Regions from separate parts of the Oryzias latipes genome. Here region 2 is linked to region 1. A link is a contact called in public Hi-C data. All regions are on one chromosome and are shown on one strand. The core of a region is the stretch at or near the end of the contact, and the rest is flanking DNA. Distances in the headings are between cores, read along the strand shown. Region 1 holds the start of LOC101167411 (SLIT and NTRK-like protein 3). Region 2 has its middle 7.4 kb from the start of LOC101167664.

The links. Hi-C and Micro-C count contacts between places; a contact is called where the count stands out from the background.
Region 2: a Hi-C map of embryo shows a contact between it and region 1, with 2.6 times the contacts expected there. The contact joins the enhancer-like site here to the promoter of LOC101167411 in region 1. A contact is called at or near these places in 3 of 5 Hi-C or Micro-C datasets (embryo and fibroblasts).

What each region holds. Positions count from the first base shown.
Region 1 is chr22:8,824,924-8,831,739 of ASM223467v1, forward strand. It overlaps LOC101167411 (SLIT and NTRK-like protein 3), which reads left to right and starts at 3,108. Exons shown (of 7, transcript XM_020713539.2): 1 at 3,108-3,448; 2 at 6,168-6,448; 3 at 6,585-6,816. The coding sequence starts at 6,233.
Region 2 is chr22:8,913,829-8,920,644 of ASM223467v1, forward strand. No RefSeq gene overlaps it. Among protein-coding and RNA genes, the nearest start is that of LOC101167664, 7.4 kb to the right of the region's middle. Within about 2 kb of position 2,498, at least 2 of the 8 cell types and tissues checked have an H3K27ac peak or open chromatin away from gene starts, as enhancers often do. A contact at or near this core is called in embryo, where this site is marked.

The sequences.
Region 1 (6,816 bases), core at 1,858-4,357:
AATGGGGTTCAGCTATGGGTCGAATAAGGGAAATGGGAGGGCTGCAGCGGGAGCAGGGGAATATAAAGTTGGGAGAAGCGCTCTCGTGTCGGCGGGAGAGATTCAGGAGTTGCTGAATTAATTGAACGGCGTTTGTTGCGGTCTGCAGTAATCGGAATAAAGAACTTTAAAATAGGTTAAGTCTCCGTGCCTCAGTGTGGGGAAGGGACACTACATTATTGTATGGCTCTTTCGAAATTACATTTCAAAATATGTGGCATTTATGGCTCTCTTGGCCAAAAAGGTTCCCGACCCCTGCTATAGGAGCATGTCTGCACTGTGAGTTGTCATAATTCCCTATTTTTAAGGACTTCCTTGCCCCTTACTGTGACTGTGAAGCTCAGATGTGGCTCCTCAGGTCTCTTTAAAAAATAAAAAAAAATAAAAAAAGAGTTGTCAAAATGCGATATGTAAATGCTACCAGTTGAATCACTGTTATAAATTTGGCTCCCCTTGGACAGCCTCCTGTAGTGAGGCGGTTGCTGCAACTAGAGCTTTACCTCAAGAATTCAAGGGGGCAAGGTTTCCATGGCAACTGATTTAAATACTAATTAAAACAGGAGATTTGATTAATTAGCTCAACGATGTGTACGTGTGAGCATGTGTTATTCCTGACTGAGTTTGTGTGGGAGCCCTTCACTGAGAGTCACATCATATATGGTCTATACCTACATTTATGTGTTTCTGTGTGCACTCAGGTGCTTGTGGGTAATCTTGTGAATCACTTCTCCACTGCTCATGCGAATGCATGTGTTCCAAGTCTCCCGAGAGGCTTGTCCTTGCCCGCAGTACTACTGCGTGAATCAGAGGTGAGTCCTCTGGAGTTGCCCTCCGCTTTAATCTGCAGCTAATGACAGAGCCACCTGCCCTCCTGGCCATCCTCCCCTCCTTCACCATGCATGGCAGCCAGCCCTTGCAACCCCCAAACGCCCGCTGCGTAGTTCACTTCTTCCCACGGCCCGTCTGTTTACTTCCCCTTCCCTCCTTCTGTCCTTCTTCTCCCCTTCTTCTTCATCTTTCCGCAGAGTGTCTGCCTCTTCTCACTTCCCCCCAGTGAATAACCAGAGACCGAGTGGCCCTGCAGACCTTTAAGAAAGCAGAGCATGTGTCAGCAATATGTGAACAACATGTAGCTTTAAGGAGGCTGCATTAGATCATAAATTATTGTGGATAGGGGAACAGCTGGGGTGTATTTTTTGCCAGACTGCACATGTAAGCAACGTGAGAAGAAAGTTTATGCGGACCCATTGTTTAATATATTTAATCAATTTTATGATGGAGGGAGGGCAGCTCCTCTGCAGTTTGGATTTTGTTCAGTGGCAAAGAGGACTACCCATGCACACTTCTCCTGTCAATGCATCTTCTTCTCAAGTATTAGTGTCATTCATGCATGCAGACTGATCACGGTGGACATCTTGCGCATAAAAGTTTAATTGGAGAGAGCTGGAGTATTGGGATGACCACTTTGTGCGATGTGTCCTCGGTAGATGACAAGATGAAGTGAACAACCAGAGGAAAACAAAGCGCATGAAATCAAAGAAAGAGTGGCAGCCCGAATTAACAATCCAAAGGGGGAAAGAAATGAAAAAGTAAAGGGAGAAGAAGGAAGTGGGGAGAAGAAAGGGGTCTGAAATATAAAGAATCCAAGTGTGATCTGACAGAAACTGGAAGAAAGGAAAAGCTTTAGAGAAGGAGAGAGCGGAGGAGGAAGAAAAGAGAAGTGGCAGAAATGAAACAGCTCGAATCCCCACCCGTTTCAGTGCTGGACAGCTCCACAGACAGCAGTAGGACAGTATAAATAGATCCCCTACTTTAGAGGCCCAGTCAACACTCCAAAAAAAGTACTTCATGAGCTCAGTGTGGCTCTTTCCCCCAAAGAGAAGACCCGCAGGTATCTGATTGTGCCTGATAACCATCCTCTCTGTTCCTTTCTGTTTATTTTCTTAATTTAGAGAGCCTACACGCTTCACTGACATCACTACAGTGAGCAAAGTGACTGTTTTTCTCCTATATTCCCCTTCATGGCCAGTGCCTCAGCTCAGGGTTGTGATCTCAAATTTGACACCCTATCTCAAAATAGATCAAATCATCTCTCAGCACCTGGGCAACAAAAACATCTCCTGCAAACAACCTAAACATGTGCATGTGTCTGCAAAAGTAATGCATGTAGCGTACACATGCTTGGACTGTTTCCCCTGCAAGCCAGCATTAAGTAGCCTTGTGGGGAAGCTGTAATACACACTAATGCACCTGAGAGCCCAGAGATCTATAACCATCATCTGCATCTCGCTGATATTACTGGAACGGCCTCTGTTACTGTTTCTGATAGGAATCTCTGGGGAGAGCTTCTCCTGCTGTGGGGAGGGAGAGGAGGGAAGAAGAGGGGGGAGATGCGCCTCTCCGTCTCCTCAAGGTGATTCACCTCATAATGCACGCAGGAATCAATGTGAAATTGAACCGAAAATTGAACTTTCAGCTTGGTAACGTGGGAGACATGTTGTTATTAAATCTTTTCCCTGATATTTGAACGCCTTTCTGTTAAAGTTTGCAACACAGTGGCACCGCAGTGTGTGTTTGATTGAGGGGAGCCCGAGTCTCTCAAGGGGCCCTGGAGGAGCCACTTATATAGGAAGTATTGATGGAGCAGCAGCCACCTAGTGGGGTCGTGATTAGCACGGAGAAGGGGCTAAATTTAATGCTGGTGAGGCGGTGGGGGCGCCATCTGTTGCGCCCTCCGCCTCCACTTGACAGGAGAGGCGTTTGGAAGAAAGGCTTTCCAGGCCTTACAAAACTCATAAGAGTCATCACTTTTTCTGGCACGAGTCGTCATGGTAACACATTAAAAAAAAGGTGAGATTGAATGCAATAAGGATAATGATGGGGTAAATTATCAACAGCATAATGGAATGTTTTTAAAAAGTTTATGGCAATCAGTCGTCTCTGATTCCTCTGTAATCTGTTTCGGAGAATAGCCGAACCGGTTCAGGTCGTGATGGTGGAACCCCCCACCCCCCTCTTCTGTAAAAGTACTCCGCTCTGCTCGGGATGAGGAGAGCATCCTCCGTGGTTGCGTGTTCAGCAGCGGTCCAGTGCCGCAGCTCCCATGGGCTGCGTGGTGGAGAAGCGGACCTGCATCCTAAAGCCAATCTCTCTTTAACACACACACACACACCCACGCGCACACACACACACACACACTCTCCTCTCTCTCTCGCTTCCTTTTTTCTCCTCCACCTCATTGCAGTCTTATCACGTCCCCCCTTCTCTCCCCCCTCCTCCTCCTCATCCGCCTCAGCCGCTACAGGAGCGCAGAGAGGGAGAAGAGTGCAGCTGAACGTGCACGACATGTCGACAGTCAGCCTCTAAAGTCTTTTCTCGGTCGTTCCTCAATTCTTTGGCGGTGGACTGAGTGAGTATTGCCCGCATCCCTGCTCTGCTGAGCGTCGCTGTGTGGATCTGAGAAGCTGCTCCGAGACGATGAGGAATGCAATTGGATTGCGTTACTCTGCCAAGGATTTTCATACATAGCCTGGTAAATGTCTAATGGGATCTTTTTACTGACTCGGCTTTTTAATTGGTCATACTTCCATTTAGCAAACTATTACAATGCATGCCGAAATGTTACTTGTTAATTGATTTTCTTGGTGCTGTCCGGGCTGACAGCCCTGTGCATTTGATCAGTGATGCTGCTGCTGCTTCTGCTGATAGTGTTCAGTGATCAGGGGCCCCGTGTAAAAGCCTTGATGAGTGTGCTTTCTGACCGACAGAGAGGACACAGAGGTAGACAGTGGGATTATGTGACATGAATAATACGTTGGAGAAAGTGACCGTCATCTCTGGTTGGCTTGCGTCAGTGTGCAGGTCCAGAGAAAAGAGGAAGAAAAAAAAGTCAGAGAGACTCAAGGGAGAAAAGAAGGGGAGCCACACCTGCATGAGGCCTGTGTTAAATGATGAAAACAGTCAGAGTGTGACAGACACACAGAGGCCAGTTCCCTGCTGTGCTGTATCCATCAACATTCAGTTCCTTTTTGTTTCTTGTTACCATTGTGACGCAGAGCCTTGCTGACTGCTGACTAGTCCACTTGGCTGATTGGAGAAAGAGCTTGAGTGTTGACTGTGTTTCTTCTCATTAGGGAGAGATAACCATCCACCAAGGCATAATAAAGCAGGAGGGATCTCAGTGGTCCATCGAGGCCCAGTATTGATCTCCTCTATATCAGGGGGTTGGGGGACCCAGTGATAAACAATGCATTTCTTAGATGAAATTGAAGAGCTGTCGGGACTCCCTTTCATGCTTTGGCCCAATTTGTCGAAGCGTGTGTGCCTGTATCGCCTGGAAAAGCACAGATGCTCCGAACACTTTAATAGCATGGTGAATTTCCTTTTTGCAGCCTGCAGAAATTGCACCTCTCCTTTTTTTTATTATTCGTGAGATTGTCCAGCACATATTGCAGCATGACAGTGATTTTGTTATGAAAGCTCACACTCATCCACACGTGTCTAGCTACCTGTTTCAGTGTTTGGCAGGCGATAAAGGCGTACTTTTTGGATATGGTTTGACCCGTCTTGCTCTGTTTGAGCACACGTAGACACACTCAGGAGGAAAACTTGGCTTCGGCACCGCTTTTCTGTGAGGCGTTGTGCAGATCGAGAGCACAGCTTTGATATAATCAATATCAGATTTCAGTTGTTTCACTGTGAGCTCTCCTACCGAGTGGCAGCCTTGACTGACTTCTTGGTGCTTATGCAATCCTATCCCTCTCTCCCACCTCAGCCATTTCCTCCTGAAGTGCACCAACTCTCTGCCCATTACTCTCCCCTTATCTGTCTGCTCCTCCATTCCTTCACCTTCCTCCCATCTTTCCTCCTCATCCTCTGGTTCCCACTTTTCCCTTTACATTTTCCCATCATAATCACCTCTGTGATTGCTCTTCCTCTTCCGAGCGGTGGTGTTTTCACTTCTGCCTCGCCGTCTAACCCGCCTTTCCTAGATTATTACCGGATGATTACAGCTACCATCCCATCATGATCATTATTGCATTTTACATGGCGGTGTTCAACATTGCTTGAGCAGATCGAGATGCTTTCTTCCAATTTAAGTCTCATTAAAACTTGAGAGGAAAATTCCCAGAACAGGAATCACATTTTCACCAATGATCTTTTTTTAAGCAGGACTTCACCAATTTTGGTTTTATTCCCTCTTTTTTTCCAAATCTGTGTGATTCTCATTATCATCACTATTATGATCTGCACCACTTTGTGCTCCTGTCTATCATTCCACTGCCTCCACATCAGCCCTTTTCAACATTTTGAAGAGTTTTGATTTGCAGTGATGCCTTCTCTCCACTGTCATTACCACAATAATAACTATGACAGGTCTCGATAGCTGTTGATAACCCAACATATTTGGTTGATTGATAATATCAGGAGTTTTGTGCTGCATCCCTCTGTTCTCTGATTGCCATTCATCACATTAAATGGAGCAGTTCATTAGACAGAAGCAATATGAATCTGATTTGCATCTACCCATATTCATAGTGCATACATTAAGACAACACGTGCATGACATTTCAGCATCCCAGTTTGAGAACAGGGATGAATATATTCATCACAAGTTTTTTTCATCTTTGTGTCCAAAAAGCCACTCTGAACATGATAAAATGTGATTCACAGGTGAATTAGGCCACTTGTGTGTCTCTGTTTTGCATTTACAATGTCAGCATTTAAATTTGAAATTCTAAACCGGTGTGGCAGCAGTTAATACATTGATGTTTTGAAAAAGAATCAGACCCTGGTTTTTATCTGAAGCTTTGTTTTCTTGTGCAGATTCTCATAGGTTTGTCATAGGTTGACTCATATAATGGCGCATCACGGCCTCCAGTTGGCTTAGACATCATTATTCAGGAATAATGAATTGCGTTCCTCGCGTTTCAAAAGTGTGTGTGATTTAACATTTATTTTCTGTCTGCTTGAATATGCTTCTGATGTACATCCGATGTGATTCACCCTGAAGGGACTTTTCTGGCTACCTCCCCTTTGCTTGGCCTCTCCTAACTGATTTGTGTGTCCGACGGCGTTTGTTGTGTGTGTTTGTGTCTGAATGTATGAATCTTTGCCTCATTTTGCAGTGCGATGAAGGCCTGATGCCGGGCTGCAGCCCCAGGCTGTTGAGCTGAAAGGGAGAAGCAGAAGGATGCAGTGGGTCACTCTTGCGGTGGCCCTGGGATGTGTGCATCTCTTCAAGGCGTCACACACCCCCACCCCTACCCCCACCTCCACGCACACCCCTCTGGTGGACAACTCCGAGGAGGAAGTGGATGAGCCGTGCTTTGAACCTTGCACGTGCGAGGTCAAAGAAAGTGTGCTCCATGTGCACTGTGATGGGCGGGGCTTCACTAATGCCAGCCAGGTACCATTAAATCACCAATTAAAATACCACGTCTCCCCATCTAATATCCTGTCTCTCATGCGCCTTATGGGTTTTCTAACTGTTCACTCCACGTAATTAATAAGCTAACTAATAAGACCTCTAATTAATCATCCAGGTGTCACACTCGTGGGTCCGCCCTTTCAAACTCAACCTCCAGAGGAACTCTTTTAGACGTCTCTATAGCAACGGGTTTCAGCACCTTGGCAACGCAGTGTCTTTAAACCTTGGCAACAATGCACTCCAGGACATCCGAGTGGGAGCCTTTCATGGACTGGCCAAACTGAAGCGGCTGTACCTGCACGAAAACAAGCTAGAAGTCTTCAAAAATGACACCTTCGCTGGGCTAG
Region 2 (6,816 bases), core at 1,248-3,747, 88 kb after region 1:
CATTAGGAAAAATTCATGAATCAACTTATCAAATTTTTTGGAGCAAGTGAAGATATATCATTAAGTCAATCAATTTGACAACTTTCAACAATTGATTAATCATTTGTTTTATTATTTTTTTGTATTTTTATCATTTTGTTTGCTTTTTTTATGATAAAGTAATGCTGTGAAGTAAAATAAAAAGGGTCCATATTTGTCGAAAGACCAAGGCTGGTATTTCTTCTTCTGCTGATTAACAGCCGTTCTTCTCGGTTTAAAACAAAGCTTATAGTTCTCTTTGCTCTTATGTCTGCAGACATTAGATAGAGGTCCATATCCTTCTTCAGCTGATATCAGCGGCGCCTAAGAGTTGAGGTCAAGTTGTCTGCATGTCAGAACTTTGCTGATAATCAGGTCACTTCAGACTTATGGAGAAAGTGTTGAATCCAGGCGTCATATTTCTTGAAATTATTTGGCTCTTTGATTTATTACTGCATGTTGTTTCAGACGACCGTGATCAAACACTTCTCAAAGTCCTTCATGGTGATCAAGAGATCAGGAGAGATTGGAACCAGGGAAGTAAAACTCAAAAACATGACATGCAGGGAACCTTTCAAAATAAAACAGGAAACAGAACTCAAACATGACAAAAAACAAAACGAAAAGCAAAAACCAATGCAAGGAAACCCAAACCATGACAGTTTCCTTTTAATAGTGTCACATTTGTTAGAAACATGCATTTGTAAGATAGGTTGCATCCATAAATTTTTGGCAAGTACCATCCAATTTCTACTGACATTAGCTCTGGTTTGGTATTGGAAGCTTGGAGAAACAAGACATTTTGGAAATGTACAACAATTTAACAAACGGCAGTCTCAATAGTGTGTAAAGGGAGCACACAAAGTCAGTTCAGTAGGGTTGAGCGTAAAGCAATGGCATCTTCTCTGGTCCCATGGATTTATCCCACCCATGGTTGTTCGTTTCCAGACAGCAAAGACCCAATTGTAGGACTGAATTTGAAACCATATCAGAAGTTAATGTTTGGCTCCTCTGGCATCTCCACCAATTTCCTCATGTATTGGACCATGCACCTATTATCTTGATTGTCATTATGATTGTCATTATATGAGCTTCTATGTTGTTATTCCAGGTTATTGGTCAGTTGTTTAGTTTTCAGCCTTGGTAGTCATGCTCCACCACTCTGTTCCGGCTGTCTCATGGTGTCTTCCATTTGTGTTGTACATCTTCAGTCTTAAGTTGTGATAGCAGTTGTTGTTTGTGCATGTTGAAAAATTGAACTACTAGTTGCTTTGTAGATATGCTTGACTGATGTTGGTTGCTCAATGCACCCCCTGGGAATTGAATGCTGGTTTCCCGTGTGCCAGTCCTATATCTTATTGAGTTATTTTCCTTATTGTCCATAGAATTCACGAAAAATTAAAAAGGTTTGATTTATCCATGAATACATTTTTGGGGGGGGCTGTTTTCATTTTTCTTTTGTTTAAATCAAACAAACTCCTTGACTTATCGCCTTTGCCTTCCATCACAGAGCATTTAGGAATTCTTGAAATGTTTTTGCATCTGAAAGAGATTTTATTTGACTGTAAAAAACACATTTGCACACGGTTGTCTGGTTCGCAGCTGCCAGAATGGATAGGCATTTTGAAAATGGTGGGGATTAACGACGAGGCACTCATCGTGTTCATCTTCCATCTCCTTTAATGATAGCAACGCTGTCAGCATGTTTCTAAGTGGATCTGAGTGACACATTGGCTCTTCATGCGTTTCCATTGTGTAGACCTTTGTCTCCGTCCAGGTTGAGAAAACCATTACTCAGCCTGTTAAAACAGGAACTGGCTTATTTACAATGGGGTTCCATTGACTTTAATGATTAGTTACTTTTTATGCCACCCCACCACAGGAAGCAGCATAATTTGACAGGCTCTTTGTGTAATACAGTATGTGCTTTGACTATGGGACATAAGCTGGGTCTGTTGCATCCAAACTATGATGTCACACAATAAGAGTGTGGCAGTCAATATGTTTGACAGCTGCTTTTATTGTGAAATTACTTCACGTTTAATGATGCATCATTTGCAGACACTTCTTTAAAAGCTTAAATGTCTTAATACGGTTCTTTTATATTGTGCTAAAAACCAACAGATTTAAGCTCTGCTTCCACAAATTAGCAGAGATTCTACCGTAATTGAGCTTGCCATTAATAGTGCGCTTTGTGCTCTCTGCTGTGTGCCAACATGGAGATGACTGGGCATATTGTCAAAAGGGTTATAACGGGAGCAGCAGGAAGCTTCATCTGACCCACTACAACGTGTATATTCCAGCTTTTCACCTGTGTACTTGGGCTGGTCAGCGCCAGCGCTCATTTGCATGTCTAACAATCTGATCCGACTTTAAATGACATGAACTTTTTGAGTCTCTGATATCAAAGATGGCTGTTTGTAAGTGCCATCTGTCTCACACACACAAAAAAAGAGCACAACAACAACCCAGCCAGGCCTTGACAGGTGGCAGCAGATTAAAGTTTGCTCTCTGGTGCCACCTGCTGCTTGATAACTACACAACAGTATTTAATTAATAAAAAGCTGGCTTTCGTAGTGAGAATTATTCACATCTCCTAATTGCAGCAGATTAAATTTAAATTAAATGTATTAATAGCTAATGATTTTTGTGCAGTCTCATGGGGTTTGGACTTGAAATACCAGTTTATTTTCACTGTGATGCAGAGCTGCAGTGCAGACAGTGCCTCTGTTTTGGCATGTTTTTGTTCAGCGGGGTCAGACTTAATTTTTTTTGCTGGGAAAGAAACAAACCACTCCCAAAACCTAAAAAGTGCCAAGGTAAACAGACAAGTTCTTATAAGATTAGTCAACTGTGCACAGCTTAAACATATCATACAACTTGATACAAACCATGTAGGATTTTTGCTCCTCAGTCATAAAAACTAGGTTTTGTAAAAATCTGTCCAAAAAGTCAGATTTGAAACAATTTTGCCTCCAGTATGAACACATTTAGCCTTAGGCTGAATCTTAATCCCATTTTGGAGCTGTTTTTTTGGGGATTGAATGGTAGATCTGTAAGTATAAGAACTGAAACAACCCCCACAAGTTTATTTCTTCAACCAAAGGATCCACCTCTTTACTTTTAGCCCTGCAGCATTTCAACCTTTTGACTATTCTGGTGTCCCTGACTGATAGAACAGCTCTACAGCATAGTAAGAGGAGAAAACTAAGAAAAAAAAGTCAAACATCCTTAGATTTTGCACATTTGGACTTTAATATTGAATAATACAAACTGCAATTTTAAAATAAATCCTTTTACATTAATTTTTTGTCCCAAAAAATGAAATGAGATTCCTATACATAGAAACGCACAGAAGGGTGAAAACAAATGAAAGAACCTCTTTTTTTATTTTTAAGGAACAGATGAGTTATTCCTTTTTATTCTGAACTTCCCAAAAATAAACAAATTAAATTATGGTTACTCATTTTATTATAGTAATTCATTTTTATTTTAGTAACTGTTTTAAAATATATCAATTTCCCCAGACAAACCAGAAACTCCTGACCTACAGAAACAAGACGTTTAATTGCTGTGTGACACATCATTGGCTACAGTACTTTAACTACTGAGTCCAGCTAAAGCTTTACCCGGCTGACAGTTGAGGGCACAGCCTGTTTGTGAGCAGACGTGTGCTTGAATGAATATTAATGAACGGGAGTAAGAGGCGCTCTTAAAATGCACGTTTGCCATCAGATAAAAATCAATTGATCACTTGGCTCTGTATGATGGTCTCTGAAATGCCTTTAATCTCATCCCAAAGACTCAAATTGCTGAATCTATTTGCTTAAAACATTTGCTCAATTTAAGGAGCGCCAAGTTTAACCTTGTAATGGGTCAACTGGTGGATGACGAGTCCGATCTGCATACCACCGAGTGATTAACTGAAGAGAATTGGGTAATGTTGCCTAATTGGTTTAGTTGAAGTTAAACTGTTCAGTCATCTTTAGATGCAGCAGCTTTGTTTTACTTTAAAGTCAATGACCCGTTTCTCCTTCATGCTCTGGGCATAAGTGATGTCATGGCAACTGAAACCCTCGTAATGAGGGCGTTTACACATTCATGGACCATTCCCTCGCTTATGTGCTGTTGGACGACAATGTTAACATTATAATGCAGACGTTCCCTCGCATCTTGTTGATATGCTTAACCCAACCCAGCAGAAGGAAGAGCAACAGAGTATCAAGAATTATAAAGCGCAGCATGCTGGGAACGGGCCGCCTGGCTGCGTGCATCAGTCTGTGAATTACAGTCCGTGTGAACGTCCTCAGTACACGACGCGCTTGAGAAATTTGGAGAGCAGTTCGAGACTCAGCTCAAGTCGTGTCATAATTAACTCGGCACTGAGCGACCCTTCTGTTCAGCCACTGGAGAAAATCCATGTGGACACCCAACTGTGGCACTTCAGTGTGAGCATGCTGCTGGGGAGCAGGGCCCATCACCTTTGGAGGAGCAGTGCTGATCGATGTGAAAACAGCAAAGCATATGGAAAAGTTTGGAATTTCTGCAAAAGCGTTTTTTTTTTTGCCATTGTACTTAATTTAAGGCAGGTTAGACATTTGGATTATGATTAGACACTTCATTAGACTCCTAATAATAAGCCTTGCTAACCTCTGCTAACTCGAGTACAAATCTTTACCCAGAGCTTTCTTTAAATCCAAAAGGAGATATGACTTTTACTTCTGGCTCACATTATTAACCCTCCTTAAATTGGAATGTGATTCTGCAAGATAATCACGTCCCTTAAGATGAATTATGACCACTTTTTTCCCCTTTTATTCTGCTGAACAGGAGCAAAACAGAGACAATAGAAGAAAGAACTTTAAAAAAAAAACACAGGAAGAAAAAAAAAGAAACAGGCAGCATATAATACAAAGAAGAAAAAAACAAAACAAAGGCTGCCCAAATACTTGAGAATTGATGTAAAAATAAAAAACCCGTCTACCCGTCTCCATGTGAATAAGACTCAACAGCTCTTGATAGCCTTGCTAACATTGCTTGTGTCACCGGGGCTCTTGAAGAACACCTCCTGCTGTTTGATGGCTTGTGATTTGTTGGGCAGTCTCTGTGCTTTCAGCACACATGCAGGCTTATGTACAGATGCATGAACCTGCATGGTCTGAGCAGCCTTTGAAGTGGTAAGACTCCAGCATCATGATAGCATCTACCAGACATCAGCTGCAGGATTAAGAGCTGGGGTGTCAGATTCATCGCAGAGGCAGACAGAATGACTGACATTTCTTAAACACACGCCATAAAAAAGCGCTGAGTAAAGTTGTCATTTAGAATTATAGGGCTTTAATAAGAATTTCGGATACCGCACAGTTTTATAGAATTTTTCGCAGTGGGTTAGCTTTAACAGAAGCAATTGAGATAAATTTGCAAACGTGTTAAGCAATGATTCAGGAAAAAGCTGCTTTTAAAAAAGGAAACCTTTTTGGAGAAATCCATTATAATAATCAGAGTTGTCATTTTTGGGGTGCCGGCAAAGCAGTAAAGCAAGCTGATGAACTCTCCCTGTGTTTATCAATGCATTTTAACTCAATTTAAAAGTGTAAAGAAAAAAAAGAACATGATTTTATGTATTTTAGGAAATGGTGTCTTTGAATGTTTTTTACAAAAATACACAAAATGATACAATTAGCTTTTATGGGCAGGAGTATTTTTGTGTATCCATGTGATGCTAAAATCATAGTTGTCGAAGAAATGGGCAGATACCTGGACTCTGATATCGCTAAGGCTGTATAGTTTCATATGACTCTTGCCTGCAGCTGCATGTTTTGTTTGCCAAGACCTTAAAATGTCTAAACCTTTCAGTATCAATGAAATTATTTTCCTTCCCCTTTTTACATCATTACCACTGTTTTTAATGGATCAAAACTGAATTTAGCATTAAATCTCTTAAGCTTTTTCTCTACATTCCATCTCTTCTTTCACAGCTATGCAAACCGCTTGAACTCGTTTCCTTGAAATTCCTCCCCTTCATAAGTACCAGGTATCAGAGGGTTGGGCTGAGCAAAAATAACATATGTAACTTGAGTGTAAGGACGAATTTTCATCCATTTTATTTATCATGTGGGGGGAAAAAATCCAAAATGAGATGCTTTCAACTGGAAAAGTGAGTGATCTTTTCGGGAAAAAAAACTGTTAAGCTGAATTTTACCATTTCATTCAGAGGCCTGGTTGTTTCCAAACTGTTAAGAAATTAACAGCAACTGAGGCGGTCTGACAAAATAAAGCACACACAAACAACACGGGTTTTTCAGAATCAAAATAAAAATTAAATAATAGCAATAAAGGACAGTTGTTATATCAGAGTAAAGGCTAGATACAAACTGCTCTTTTGCTTGGTTGATTTTAACTCTCTAACTTTAATTGTTATGTTTGTCTTTAGGTTTAATCATATACGGTGGCCCTGACGTGCAAATCACACCAACAAGTTATTCATTTTAAAAACATTGTAATGAGCATGACAATTTAAAAAATAATATTTTAGAAATTAGAACAAAATTCAAGAAACAAAAAAACAATTCTAAAAAAAATAAAATAAACAAGTTTCAGAAAACAAAAGTAATTTTCAGAAATCAGAATAAAATATTAAAAAGTAAACCATTAAGAAATCATAAATTTTGTGTTTTGGTATCAAGAATTTTGTTTTGATTTCCAACTGTTTTTGTCATTTGTTTTGCCTTTTTAATGACTTTTTGCGAGTGATTTGTTGGTGCGTTTTACTCTTCATATAGGGCAGCAGCAGGATTT